Linked DNA regions of Pan troglodytes: all the other regions are linked to region 2. The links are chromatin contacts, called in public Hi-C maps. All regions are on one chromosome and are shown on one strand. The core of a region is the stretch at or near the end of the contact, and the rest is flanking DNA. Distances in the headings are between cores, read along the strand shown.

Evidence for each region. A called contact is a pair of places that touch in the nucleus more often than the background predicts.
Region 1: a Hi-C map of stem cell-derived neural progenitor cells shows a contact between it and region 2, with 7 times the contacts expected there. The contact joins the enhancer-like site here to the promoter of SIPA1L1 in region 2. A contact is called at or near these places in 2 of 7 Hi-C or Micro-C datasets (blood and stem cell-derived neural progenitor cells) and 1 of 1 datasets of contacts at active chromatin or transcription factors (stem cell-derived excitatory neurons).
Region 3: a contact with region 2 is called in a Hi-C map of stem cell-derived neural progenitor cells, with 4 times the contacts expected there. The contact joins the enhancer-like site here to the promoter of SIPA1L1 in region 2. A contact is called at or near these places in 1 of 7 Hi-C or Micro-C datasets (stem cell-derived neural progenitor cells) and 1 of 1 datasets of contacts at active chromatin or transcription factors (stem cell-derived excitatory neurons).

The regions. Positions count from the first base shown.
Region 1 is chr15:69,731,526-69,735,784 of NHGRI_mPanTro3-v2.0_pri, forward strand. No RefSeq gene overlaps it. Among named protein-coding and RNA genes, the nearest start is that of RGS6, 170 kb to the right of the region's middle. Within about 2 kb of position 1,641, at least 9 of the 24 cell types and tissues checked have an H3K27ac peak or open chromatin away from gene starts, as enhancers often do. A contact at or near this core is called in stem cell-derived neural progenitor cells, where this site is marked.
Region 2 is chr15:69,302,032-69,306,714 of NHGRI_mPanTro3-v2.0_pri, forward strand. SIPA1L1 (signal induced proliferation associated 1 like 1) reads left to right here and starts at 1,726. Exons shown (of 24, transcript XM_063792996.1): 1 at 1,726-1,822; 2 at 2,440-2,499. LOC107968203 (a long non-coding RNA gene) reads right to left here and starts at 1,744. Exons shown (of 7, transcript XR_008539033.2): 1 at 1,487-1,744; 2 at 769-866.
Region 3 is chr15:69,689,883-69,694,169 of NHGRI_mPanTro3-v2.0_pri, forward strand. The region is part of intron 17 of SIPA1L1 (signal induced proliferation associated 1 like 1); the gene reads left to right. Among named protein-coding and RNA genes, the nearest start is that of RGS6, 220 kb to the right of the region's middle. Within about 2 kb of position 1,644, at least 3 of the 24 cell types and tissues checked have an H3K27ac peak or open chromatin away from gene starts, as enhancers often do. A contact at or near this core is called in stem cell-derived neural progenitor cells, where this site is marked.

The sequences.
Region 1 (4,259 bases), core at 391-2,890, 430 kb after region 2:
GGGGTTTTGCCATGTTGCCCAGGCTGGTCTCGAACTCTTGAGCTCAAGCAATCCACCCACCTCGACCTTCCAAAATGTTGGGATTATGGGCATGACCTGGCCTCAATGCATCATTTTAAACAAGCCTCCTTGGCCAGGTGTGGTAGTTCATGCCTGTAATCCCAACACTTCGGGAGGCTTGAGGAGGGTGGATTGCTTGAAGCCAGGAGTTCAAGACCAGCCTGGACAACAAAGTGAGACCCCAGTCTCTATGGGATGGGGTGAGGTGGGGGGTTGGGGGGAAGAAACAACAACTAGCAAGGTGTAGTGGCTCACACCGATAGTCCCATAGTCCCAGCTACTTGGGAGGCTGAAGGGGGAGGATCCCTTAAGCCCAGGAGGTCAAAGCTGCAGTGAGCTGTGATTGCAGCACTGTGCTAGCCTGGGCAACACAGAGAGACCCCATCTCTTGAAAACAAAACAGAACAGGCCTCCTTGAGAAGTGTCATTCCACCTGTTATGAATCCAGGCTTAATCCAAAGCCCCTAATCTCACTTCTTCCAGGTTCCCTCCTGGCCCCGCTGCCCCTCCCTGATCCGTCAGCCCCAGGCATCCTGTAGTATCCGAGTGAGATAAAGGCAGACTTTGGCTCCTCTGATAAACTTCAGCAGTGTGGATCTCTCCGCCCCACGTCATGAGTGATCAACGTTCTTCTGTGGAGACTCCTGGCGTCCAGTTGAAAGTCGTGCGGCTGAGACCTCCGCGGTGCCACAGAGAAAATAGGTGTGGGGGCTGCACGGGGCCTTGAAAACTAACCGGATATCCCCGTGGAGAACGCTGGTGGGAGACTGGGCGTTCCTCAAAGTCCCGAGTGGCACAGCTGTTAGTGCTCATCTCCAGAAACCCACAGCACCTGCCCCCACGAAATCTGTGGAGAACACGAGCAGGAGGTGCAAATAATTCTGACTCCTCGGCGGAAGAACAGGAATAAGAAAGCCTGGCCTGGCCGTGGGTTGCTGGGTGAAAAGCAGCATTGCATTCGAAATGTTAGTTCATTGCAATAAATGGGTTCAGCTCCTCTTTGGAAATATTACTATAGCACAAAGTACTTTATGAAAGCCTTTTTAAAAATCAGATATTATCAGATAGTTGGTTAAAGAGCTGATTAGCTTATCAAAATGTCTGCCTATAGACGAGGCACTTGGGGCGCTCAGCACAGAGACCCCCATACCTTTTCCTGTGTGCCCACAGAGTAAGCGTTCTGAGGGCCGAGGGGAAGAGGCGACATGCAAGTTCCCACGGAGAGGAAGAATTGTTAATGGCAAAAGAATCCCAATGGAAGGTAAATTCCCTCTGATATTACACTGTGAGTCTCTGAGAAGCAACACCAGGCTTTAATAGACAAACGCGGTATTTCCTCCTGATTATTTAATTGGCACGGGAGAGCCACGCAGGTTACGAATTTGTAAGAAAACCCCAGCGGGCCCTGTTTCTGACCCCTTGGGAGGCATTCATTTAAGAAAACTTGTATTTTCTGTGTGCCCCAACTTGCACGGGGGGCGCCAACAAGCTCTGGGAACAGATGGGATTTCAGAAGCCGGGCCTCAGCGCCAACCGCGGGCTGCTGGCTCCCTCTGCTGTCCGAGTCCTCACTTGCGTTCAAGTGAAAGAGCGCGTTTCCCGGCTGATTCTGTGCCAGGAGAAATCGTGAAGGCAAGAAGACTGGGCTCAGAGCCAGGGGCCCTCCCGGGATTTGATAGCTCCTATTTCGATTTGAGCAGGACCTGCAGCCTTGTCAGTGTCTGAGCTCATGGGTAAGGTTGGGAGTAACCATTCATTGGCCAAGTGGTACCCCCCACCCCTGGGGAGGAGGAGAACAATTTCTTTCAAGGACTTTTCTGGGTACCCGGCGTGGGGAGTAAAGAGGGAGTCTCTGGAAGCAAAAAGGATCCTGAGAGGCCTGGGCAAATGACACTGGCTTTGCTTGAACCTGGAAGGCCAGACGGAGGAAAAAGAACTTCTGTTGCTGGGCGCGGTGCCTCATGCCTGTAATCCCAGCACTTTGGAGGCCGAGGCGGGTGAATCACTTGAGGTCAGCAGTTCAAGACCAGCCTGGCCAACATGGCGAAACTCTCTCTCTACTAAAATACAAAAATTAGCCTGGCGTGGTGGTGGGCGCCTGTAATCCTAGCTACCCGGGAGGTTGAGGCAGGAGAATTGTTTGAACCCAGAAGGTGGAGGTTGCAGTGAGCCGAGATTGCGCCACTGCACTCTAGCCTGGATGACAAAGTGAGACTCCGTCTCAAAAAAAAAAAAAAAAAAAAAAAAAAAAAAAATATATATATATATATATATATATATATATATGTATTCTGTTGATGGTTCGCATTGTTTTCTGCCCAGAATCCCCACTGTCCTCTCCTCAGGCTGATGGCAAAACTTCTCCCACCCAGATGACCTCCCTCCACCAACACCTGAGAGGCCCTCAGGCGATCTGATGCGAGGCCAGGCCGCTGGGGCCTCCGGCAGGAACAGTCCGCAGAAGGAGGAAGGCAGATTGCAGAAGCGGCAGTGCTGTCCGGTAGGGAAGGCCCCGACGTCCGCCCTTCCCCAGACCGTGGGCTCCCCTCGCTTCCAGGGGTGGAGGAGAAAAGAGCTGGAGAAACGTGCCACGACTCAAACAAATTTACTTCCGTGGTGGATTCTGATTTTATTGAACAAAATGAGGTGAGAAATGTCACATTTCTTTCTTCCTGCTTCAAGTCAAATCTAATCTGGCGAGGCTGGAATACAATTCTTTTCATGACAGAGGCTCTCTCCTTCCCTCTCGGGGTCCTATCAAGGTCCCGGGGTGCGGGCAGGAGAGGCCTCTGGTTTCTGGTTGCCATTGGCTGGTTTACAGACCCCTCGTCCTCACCCCCCTGGTCCTCAATGCCCTCCTGTTGAGCCAGGGCGCGGAGGTCACTGCACAGGCTGGGCCTGCCTCCCCTGCTGAGTTCAAGCGGTTATTCCCCTGAGGCCCTGCCACATCGCTGGGACTGCTCAGAAGCTGGAGACACCAGTCCCCTTTCTCAGCGTGGGAAGCTCTCACATTCCATTCTAGTCTTCCTGCCTCCTGAGCCCAGCCCTAGGCAGGCTCATCCCAGAGAAATGGGCCCTCACAGTGCCACCCTTAAACCTGGACAAGAGGGGCACCGTGTCCCTCTTATGGGACCTGCATATCCCCAGGGGGCACAATGTGTGAAAGAATGCGTAGCACTTCTGTCACTCAGATGTGGCCCCTAGAGCTGGCACAGGGTCACCTGTAACCCTAAACAGATGCTGTCCTCAGGAACACTGTTCAGGCCTCAGAGAAATTGCCTTCCCCCCCGCCCCCCCCCCCCCGCCCTCCTTTTTTGAGAGAAAGGGTCTCACTCTGTTACCCGGGCTGGAGTGCAGTGGCACAATCACGATTCCCTGCAGCCTCGACTTCCTGGGCTCAATCGATCCTCCTGCCTCAGCCCCACAAGTAGCTGGGACTACAGGCGCGTGCTACCACACCTGGCTAATTTTTGTGTTTTTAGTAGAAATGGGGTTTCATCATGTTGGCCAAGCTGGTATTGAACTCCTGGTCTTAAGAGATCCGACTGCCTTGGCCTCCCAAAGTACTGGGATTACAGGCATGGGCCACAAAGCTTGGCCTGAAATTGCCATTCTTATCTTTCACCCTGTGTCTTCCAAACAAAAGGTGGCTGTGACAGAGCGGCTTGAAACTTTAGAGGCTCCCAGAGCGGCTTGAAAGTTTAGAGGCTCTTCTGCTCAGAAACGTGGAAAGGATTTAAGTATTAGAAGTGCCTAGGGCGGAGGGAAGACAGATTAATTCACTTGTCAAATACTTTCTTCCAGCATCAAAGCACAACAAAGCGTTGCTTCTCAATAGTGCTGAGTCCTTTCTCTTGCTTGTCTTTGTGTTCTAATTCATGGTTTCAGTTCTTTGATATTCACAACAGGTACGCATGGTGGCTGAAGGGCGCTTTGTGATATTAAACAATACGTATTCCTCTTAAATGTGTGTATGTAAAGGCTAGAGGTAACATGTTTGAAGCGAAATGTCGATTCTTTATATTGTTAACTCTATAGAAAATGACCAGTAGAATTTAAATAGTGCTATTTTTATAAAAATGTTTAAGATTTAATCTAAATTCAAAATATCAAATAAAAATTTCAGCTTTTAAAAAAGCTTGATTTACTTTGTTATTTAAATTTTGTCTTTTATTTTCATTAAAAAATCTTTTGAATTT
Region 2 (4,683 bases), core at 476-2,975:
TATATATATATATATATACTCACACATACATATGTGTATATATATTTAGATACAGGAGCTCACTGTGTTGCTCAGGCTGGAGTGCAGTGGTGTGATCAGAGGTAACTGCAGCCTTTAACTCCTGGGCTCAAGTGATTCTCAAGCCTCGGCCTCCTGAATAGCTGGGACTACAGGTGCATGTCAGTATACCTAGCTAATATTTTTTATTTTTGTAGAGACAGGGTCTCTCTATGTTGCCCAGGATAGTCTCAAACTCCTGGCTTCAAGCAGTCTTCCCACCTGGGCCTCCCAAAGTGCTGGGATTACGCATGTGAGCCACCATGCCGGCCAGCTATAGAATTTTAAAGCTGTAATAACCTAACATGTGGGGTACCCCCCACAGATGAAGAATCAGAGAGATTAAATAACTTCTCAAGGAGACTCAATTATTAGTGGCACAGAAAAACGTAAACCCTAGTTTGCTGACTTTGTCTAGTATCACTTAGGTTTCTAATACACAAACTTTCATTGACAGGATTTAAACTTGCAAGTGACTTAAAAGTTTTGACTGCCTAGTCCTCATATGCTTAGGTTATGCTTTAGGTTTCTAGTTCTGTGGGACTGAGTTAAATAATGGTTTCCCCATGTTCATGGATAGGAATTTTAAAAATTGAGATATAATCCACATACAATGGTATCTATTTTTACTCATTCATTTTGAAATCTAAAGTTTAACTTCTATTCACAATATCCATTTTACTTAGGCAGTGAGTATATAATAACCCTCACCTCAGAAAAGTTTCTACAGTTAAAAGACACGGGCTGAGGAGAGTTCATCTTCATCCTTACTAGCATTTTGGAGTACGTATAAAGGCGTCTGCGGATGCCTAATGATTAAAAAAAAAGTTCCCCTCACCATGGTGAATAGGGTTTTTACGAGAAAAATATGGAGAAAGCAGAGATTATTACCATTGAAAAAGACAAGGTGTTAACAGAAATGGGAGGGTAGCTTGATAGAGTCCAAACTTGACTGAACTCTCTAGGTTAGGGCCAAAGGCAAGTACTGAGGACAGGTATGGACTGTTGCGTTCAACTTGTCAAAAAAGTAGCCAATATGTAGTATGGACCAAGCCTATAGAGGCGCTGAGAATACAGAGATGAATGAGCCAGTTCCTGAAGGAGCCCAGTCTGCGTGTGTGTGCGAGTTGAGAAGAGGAGGAGGGAGGCAGCATGGGGGGTGTGGGGATGGAGGAATGAGATTGAAAGAGAAGGCCGAAAAACTGAATATATGGTAGAAATTTGGGGTGCAGATATGTGCTGCCTAGAAAGGCAGAAACCTGTCCCAGAACCTCTTAATACATTAGTCTCATTTGCCAAATTTGGCCAGATATCATGACTGTGGTCCTCTAGAGATGCCCTCTTGAATCGGCTTAAAAATTATCCTTCCGCAACCACCCCTAGCTTTCCCCACCGCCAGTGCGCCGGGCAGGTTGAAAACTGCACCCACGTTTGCAGCCTCTGCTCTCCGCAGGAGACAGGAATCCAGGGCTTTGCCGTCGTCATAGCAACCAGAAGTTCCGCGGTCCCCTACCCTCCCGCGACTTCTTCCACTTCCTCCGCCTGCAGGGCCCAGCCGCCGCTTCTCTCGCGAGACTTGTGCGCCGCGCTAAGCCGCTCCGTGGTGATCTCACCCGAGACTTGGGGGAGAGGGAGGAGTGAAGGAGGGAAAGGAATGGGGCGGGAGGCGGGAGGCGGGGCGGGGAGGGGAAGGGCGAGTGAGGCGCCGCCACTGCCGGCAACTTTGTGAGCGAGTTCAGTGCGTGCGTGAGCGAGTGAGCGAAAAGTCAGTGCAGCGCCGAGTCCCCGGCAGGAGGGTCCCCGGGGAGGGCCAGGTCTGGGCCCCAGAGGCCGCCCCCGCAGCCACTCCATTCCCTCCCGCCTCTGTGGCTCCCTCCCTATTTCCTCCCCCACCGGTCTTTGGGGCCTTCCCGCCCCCGTCCGCACTTACCTGTCCCCTCCCCCATGCGGTACGCACCTCCTCATCCCCCACCCGCAACCTCGCGCCCACCTTGGACCTTCGGAGCCCGGACCCCCGCACTTGCTTCCCGTACTGGCCGCCCCCTCAGTTCTTTCTGCTGGCGGGCGGGATGGGGGCGCTGAGCCTCGGGGACGGCGAGAGCGGGGGCCCGGGCGCCTAGACAATAGTTGATGCCCGAGGACGGGGCCACCTCCGCCTTCCCCTCCTCCGGGAGCTCGGCCCCCGCCGGCCGCCCGCCAGCCTGTATTCCGGGTCCCCCTCGGAGCCAGGCTCGGGAATTGGGCTGATTCCACCCCCGCCTCCCTCGGGCCCCCCTCCGCTCCGCGCTCGGCGCCCGCCTCGGGCCGGCCTCGCCGCTCTCCGCAGAGGAGGCGGCGAGTGAGCGCGCGCCGGCCGTCTACACGGTTTCTCTTTCTCCCCAGGGAGAGCGCGCGGCGGACGCGCCCGGGACGCGCGGCGGCACCGGGAGGCCGGGCCGAGCGGTAAGTGGTCCCCGCGCCCGGGTCCTGTGGGGAGCGGGGGTGCAGGACGGCTGACAGCCCCCTGCCCTGTTTCTGGCCGGGGTTGGGGTCCAGGGCCCGGAGCAGGACCCCAGGAGGCCGGTTAAAGTTTGATTTTCGATTTGGTGGCTTGCTGGTAGCTTAGCCCGGCGGGGGCGAGTCCGGCTTCACCGCGCCCGGCGCGCGCGCACGCACGCACCCCAGAACCCGAAGCTGCACAACTACTGGGCAGGCGTCTCTGCGGGAGGCCAGGAGACCCGCGTCCCGGTCCGGGCGGTTGCGTCCACCCCGCTGAGCTGGTCGCCACCTGGCGACCCTTCCCCTCCAGTCACCTGGGTGAGCGCTTTGCAGCCTGAGCTGGAGTAGGCAGGCCGAGTTGGTTGAGTTGTGGGAAATGGAGACGAACAGCTCGGTGCCCGAGGGTGGTTAATTTCCCCTTTGGGGGTCTTGGGGACATGAAATTTTGGGATGCTCTAACCTGCTTTCCAGGGAGCGAGTAAACCGCGAAAGGGCTGGGAAGGCGTGAGGGTGCCGCAAAAAGAACTTTTCCTCCTTCGCCCCATCTGTTACCAGCTTGTCTCCTGACCTTAAAGGAAATTTCCGAGGCTCTTAAATCGCTCCACGGCATTTCTAGGTGGACCAGTAATCGTGTTGGGCAGGTTGAAATTTCATCGCGGTTTGGAGAACAGAGAGACATGGGAAATGGCTCACTTCCAAGGAAGATGTTTAGCTAAATTGTTGGCATTCGTTTTCTAAGAGAAGCATTTGGGGATTGATGGCTCCTAGACTACGTTTACCTTATAGATTTTATTTTTCATGACGGGTAGTTTAGAGGCAGCATTCGCTGAAATGCATATTATCTGTGAAACGATCATGTTTCTAAACTGGAGCCAGCGATGTGATGCAAATTTCAGAATAAAGGTGTCGACTTTCATCAGGTTCCAGGTCTATCTGGATGGACTGGGATTGGCGTTTCCTCTATAAAGCAAACCTTTCATGTTGAAACTCTGAGTCAGACTCTTAAAGCCATTGTTTTTATGCTGGTACTCTGTGGGAGTTAAGTGTCAACTTTCTCCTGTTTTCTCCTATGGAGTATCCGTCCAAGGCAAAGATTCTCTGACTGAATCTTTTGGAAACGTGCAAGGTTAGATCATACTGAATTCTGCAGCCGTTTTAGTAATAATATTAGTTTTCTATATAATCCTGATTTAACGACTTTCATTTTTCTCTTCGTTTTTTGAAAGCTGCAATTAAGCTACCTTTACCAGGATTTAAAAAAGAGGATAATATGGAACAGTGGTAATAACAGTAGGTCTCAGCTAATTTATTATGGCCACCGATGTGTCCAACTATTAGATGACATCCCAGTTATTAACTACAATATTAATATTAAAACATTTTTCCCATGGAATCAATTATGCTAAAGCATTAACAATTAACAGTGCGTTTAAAATGATGAGTGATTGTTTCCACATAAATGGTTAGAGGCAAAATAAGAGATTTGGGGGATGAATGGCTTTATGTCTCTGACAACTAATTTTCTTATTAATGCTTAAGTAAAGGACTCTTGAAGTTGACTGTTATTTGATTTTTCTAGTTGACTGAGTGAACAAGTTTGGTGAGTGGCTTGAGACAGTCAGTAGGTGTTGCTGTTGTTAGCTTCTCTGCAGTTCCTGCTTCTGCTCCTCGAGTTTGAAATTGCAATTCTGGTACAGTGAACTTTTAAAATCTGAAGTATCAGTCAGTAATAGTTGTGATTTCATTGGAGGAGTCTATGGCAAGGTTGACTTCAACTCCAGGTAATAATTGCAAAGCACCTCTCTGATACTTTGTATTGAGATTCATTTAACTCTTCTCTTGTCTCTGTCCTTACACTAGTATTTTCAGGCTTCTGCATTTGCTTTGCTTTTGCTTTGAAGTATGTGTGTAATTTTGGTATAGTGCCCCCACCTTGATTGTTTAGGAACTTTTAAAAAACACTTTCTAGTGAGTTTATTGAAGTCATAGATTGAAGATTGCTTGAGATTAGCAGTTTTGTAGACTTCGGGGGGATCTTGGTTGAGTTGTGATGTATATATGTTCTATCTTAAGTTGCAATCTGAATTTTTAGATAAATGACTGTTTTTCTTTTTTTAAAAATCTGTTTGAGCTGTGAAATGGGAGCAT
Region 3 (4,287 bases), core at 394-2,893, 390 kb after region 2:
CCTTGGAGATCACACCTCTAGATAAAATAAATGCTATTTGTCGTTTCCTCTTGATTGGAGCCTAAAATCCCCAATGTGACAAGATCCACATAGGGAAGAAGCATTCCATCACTGTCTTTTTAGGCCTGTTGATCTCTGTGTGGTTTCTCCTTTTATCTTCGATTGTTGTCAGTCATTGATCAATGTGTGAGAGCATCTAACCTTGCTGTCTTCTGGGTCTGCTATGATTATGACCGCAAGAAAAATAGTAGAGGCTGGGCGTGGTGGCTCACGCCTGTAATCCCAGCACTTTGGGAGGCCGAGGTGGGCAGATCACTTGAGGTCAGGAGTTTGAGACCAGCTTGGCCAACATGGTGAAACCCCGTCTCTACTAAAAGTACAGAAATTAGCTGGGCATGGTGGCAGGCACCTGTAATCCCAGCTACTTGGGAGGCTGAGGCAGGAGAATCGCTTGAACCCAGGAGGCAGAGGTTGCGGTGAGCCAAGATCACACAACTGCACTCCAGCCTGGGCAACAGAGTGAGATTCTGTCTCAAAAAAAAAAAAAAAAAAAAAAAAAAGAAAGAAAGAAAAAGAAAAGTAATAGAGAGGCTTAATTTAGTTTTTATTTTTCAAATGGAAATTTAGGCACATAATCTGTCAGTAAAGCCCAGATAACCTGAAGGAGAGAGGACGTCCTCTACTTAATTTGGATTGCTTTCACTTGACCAGCTAAGTATTTTGTTTTCTCATGGAGTCTCTATCGTTACTTATCATTGAGCTTCCCTTCATTTAAAATGTCAGGCCCCATGGTATGAAGCCTTTCACTAGTTTTGTTTCTGTTTACCACTACCACATTGCAGATCTCAAAATGATGGTGATAGGTCTGGAAACTCCATGGCTTCCAAGCAAAAGGAAATTGGGAAAGTAGTCTCAATATTCTTGAGTACTATGTATTCCATTCCACAATTCAGAAAGTAGATTGTTTGATTCAAATGGTATAAGAGATGTGTTTGCCAAAGTAGAACAGGAAGTGGGCATCAGATGCCATAACCATATAGACAGAATCACACAAGACAGAAGGATGACACTCGCTGGCTGTTCTTGGCACATCCCCATCTCTGTAGACTGTGCATTGACTTACAACATTTTGCATATCTGAATAGTTTCTCTCTGGTTTTTAAGTTTAGTTTGACTCCTATTTCTTTGGTTTTCAATTTGTCATTTTGAAAGGAGGATGCCTTTTTTTAAGAATGTCTTCCATCTGAAAATATTTCTCTGGTCCAATGTGATGGCAGAAGAAAGTTGGTTATAGAGATCTTGTCTCAAATGGCATCACCATGGAGTGAGATTGGAAAGAGCTGGGCCCCTGAAACCAAAGCACAGAATGTGCGGCTGTGCCATTATCTAACAAATCCCAGGGGATCAACAAAGCTCCCTGAAAAAAGCACCTGGGTTTGCATTATCTGAATGTGCTGACTGGAGCTGCCTGAAGGCCTCAAAGGATTATCTAAATTTTCTGCTTCTAACTGGAAGAATGCAGAATCATTGAAATCATCCTTTAGAAATAACTCTCCTATTGAAAGTCAAACTTACTAGAGAAGAGAAGAATGTGGCCATTCAGGGAGGGTGGCAGAGCTTCTCACCCACTCATTTGAGTCACATTCATTTCTAGACTCTGGTAAGTAGGGATGTTTTGAGACTTTGGTATGTTGATCTTGGCAGAGTGAGTTGGATAATCAGAGCTTTAGCAGCCTGCCTTTTCTGGAGGAAAGGGGACTTAGCCACCAAATGCACATTGCTATAGAAAAACTAAAATCACAGCAAATTAGAGTGTTTGTGTCCTCAGAAGACAGGAACAGCAATTAATGTAGAGATATCTTGACAGTGCTTAAAAGAGCTTGTACCTGGGACTCAGTGACAAAGTCTAAATTACAGTGATTAAGTTTCACTGCATCTTTCTGGCTGGGCTCCATTCCTACCTTCTCTGTCCTCTAGTCTCCCTCTTGATGATCATGCAGATCTTTTGTAGCTCCTCATGAGAGCTACATTAATACAGGTTGGTAATTACATAGAGTTGCTATATTTGAATGTCATTAAAATAAGCCACACATACTGGTAACTTTCTATAACTAAAAACGTCTATTAATTGCTCTAAATTATTGCTCCCTAGAATATATGTGTATCTTTATGAAGCTTGGAAATGTAGGGAGAAAATTTATTTTATTTTATTTTTTGGTAATGGCTGTTTCACTTTCAGATCTTAAAATGAACCACTGAAAAAAAAAATGATTAGTGGTAAGCCTAGGAGAGGTGAAGATAGTAGTAATTTAAGGACATTCTTAAATTTAAGCAGCGTTCATTTTCTTCTTAGCGTTCTGGCCTTGGCAGTAGGCAGTGCCAGTTTGTGTGGCAATCAAGGACCTCCTCAGTTAGTCCAAAATCCTCTAGACCTGCTGACCAATGCTGTTTCTGATGTTGGAGCTTAATTTAAGAACACACATGAGAAAGCTAAAAACCCTACCTCATGCTTGCACATAGACATCTCTTCTGTAACTGACTGACCTGACTTGTTTTGGTGTCCACGGTTGTTAGCCAGCTATTCTCCAGGTCTCTTTCCTCTTGCTTCCCTAAGGCCCCCTCAGACACCTGTAGCCAATTACTACCCACTTATGCGATCACATATACCTTTTTACTGCCATCTAGTCAGTACAAGAGGATTTTTCACCCAATATGTTCATCCTAAGTACATTTGCATAGGCCATGCCAACGTGAACATAATAGATTGATACTCAATACATGCCAGTGAGCAAATAGGAATAACTAGCTGGGCACGGTGACATGGGCCTATAGTCCCAGCTGCTCAGGAGGCTGAGGCAGGAGGATCATTTGTACCCAGGAGTTAGAGGTCAATCTGGGCAACATAGTGAGACACTGTCTCAAAAAAATGAAAGAATGACTTTTCTTTATGTTTTTTGCGTGATGACTCAAACCAGTTCAAAAGTTACATAAATCCTCAACTCCTGGCTCTTAGAAAACCACTAACTATTTTGAAGGTTATTGTACAGATGCATCAGTATTTGCACAGAGCTGCAGTGCTTATAGGTGTAGGTATGAGAGCATACATAGAGTTTTGTGTAGCATGAAGTCTTAGTAAACTGTCATGTCTACATAAAAGTTTTTAAACTCTACGAAGTATGACAAGGAAGAACTTTAGAACAGCTAATATACAAATATCAGTCAGGATCTAGATATATGTTGGTCAGTGTCTGACATTATCACTGGAAGAACTGGTTAAAGACCAAGAAAAATGCCTGCTCACAGTTGTCAACACAGCTCAATTTCATGAATGTGCTTTTTCTGGTTGATCTAATAAGTTAACTGTTCATGCCACAAAAGCTGTATGTTTCTTGAGAGCTGAGGAAAAGAAAGGCTTCTTATGTGTGGTTTACATTGAACATTAGGACTGCCTCAGGCTACTCTGGCACACTGGGCTGTCTGTGTGCCTCTGTGTATGCCCTGTTCCCTGCACCCTCATTGGCATCCTATGGATGTGAGAAATATGCCTTCCATCTTTGTTTAGAAGTTACTCAGTTGTCTTTATCTGTAACATTTCCTTCTCTAAATCTTTTCTGCCTGGAAATTTTTTTTTTTTTTAGTTACTAACAATTAATTGCCTCTGTTTTATATTTTTTCCTTAAGATGAGAATGTCATTTTTCTAAATATTATGGACTAACTCAGAATTTGAAAATTCACCCTCTAAAATAACAAAACCAGAACTTCTCTTAAGAGATGTGGTTGACTCTATTTGCCTTAGCCTAGGTTGTGGGTATGGATCATTTTAATTGGCAATTTTTGCTTTGCATCACCGCATACAATAAACATTCACGATTATGTTCTATGTTGCTGTTACATGGCAGAACTCCAGGTGATTTGGCCTAAGCGATCTTGCCACACCTCTTCCAGCTTTTGGGGGTGGTTATTTTATCCAGAACCAGTTACTTTTAGTAACCTCAAAGACTGAAAAATAGAACCACTGAGGAAGAAATTTCAAGTGAACCTTGAGAAAATGAGCCCTCTGTCAAGCCACAGATGCTTGATGCAGATCTCACCAACAAAACATTTTTTTGCTTTGTTCTATGAAGCAACTAATCCATTCATTCAGTTGATGTAGCAAGCCCAAATTCTTCAAGTGTCATTAAATCATAAGGCCAAAAGGAATTCAGAAAGGGCAGAGAGCCCATTCTTCGTCATATGTAAAGCATTCTACCAGGATGAGAATTCATACAATTGTTTTATTGGGGCGG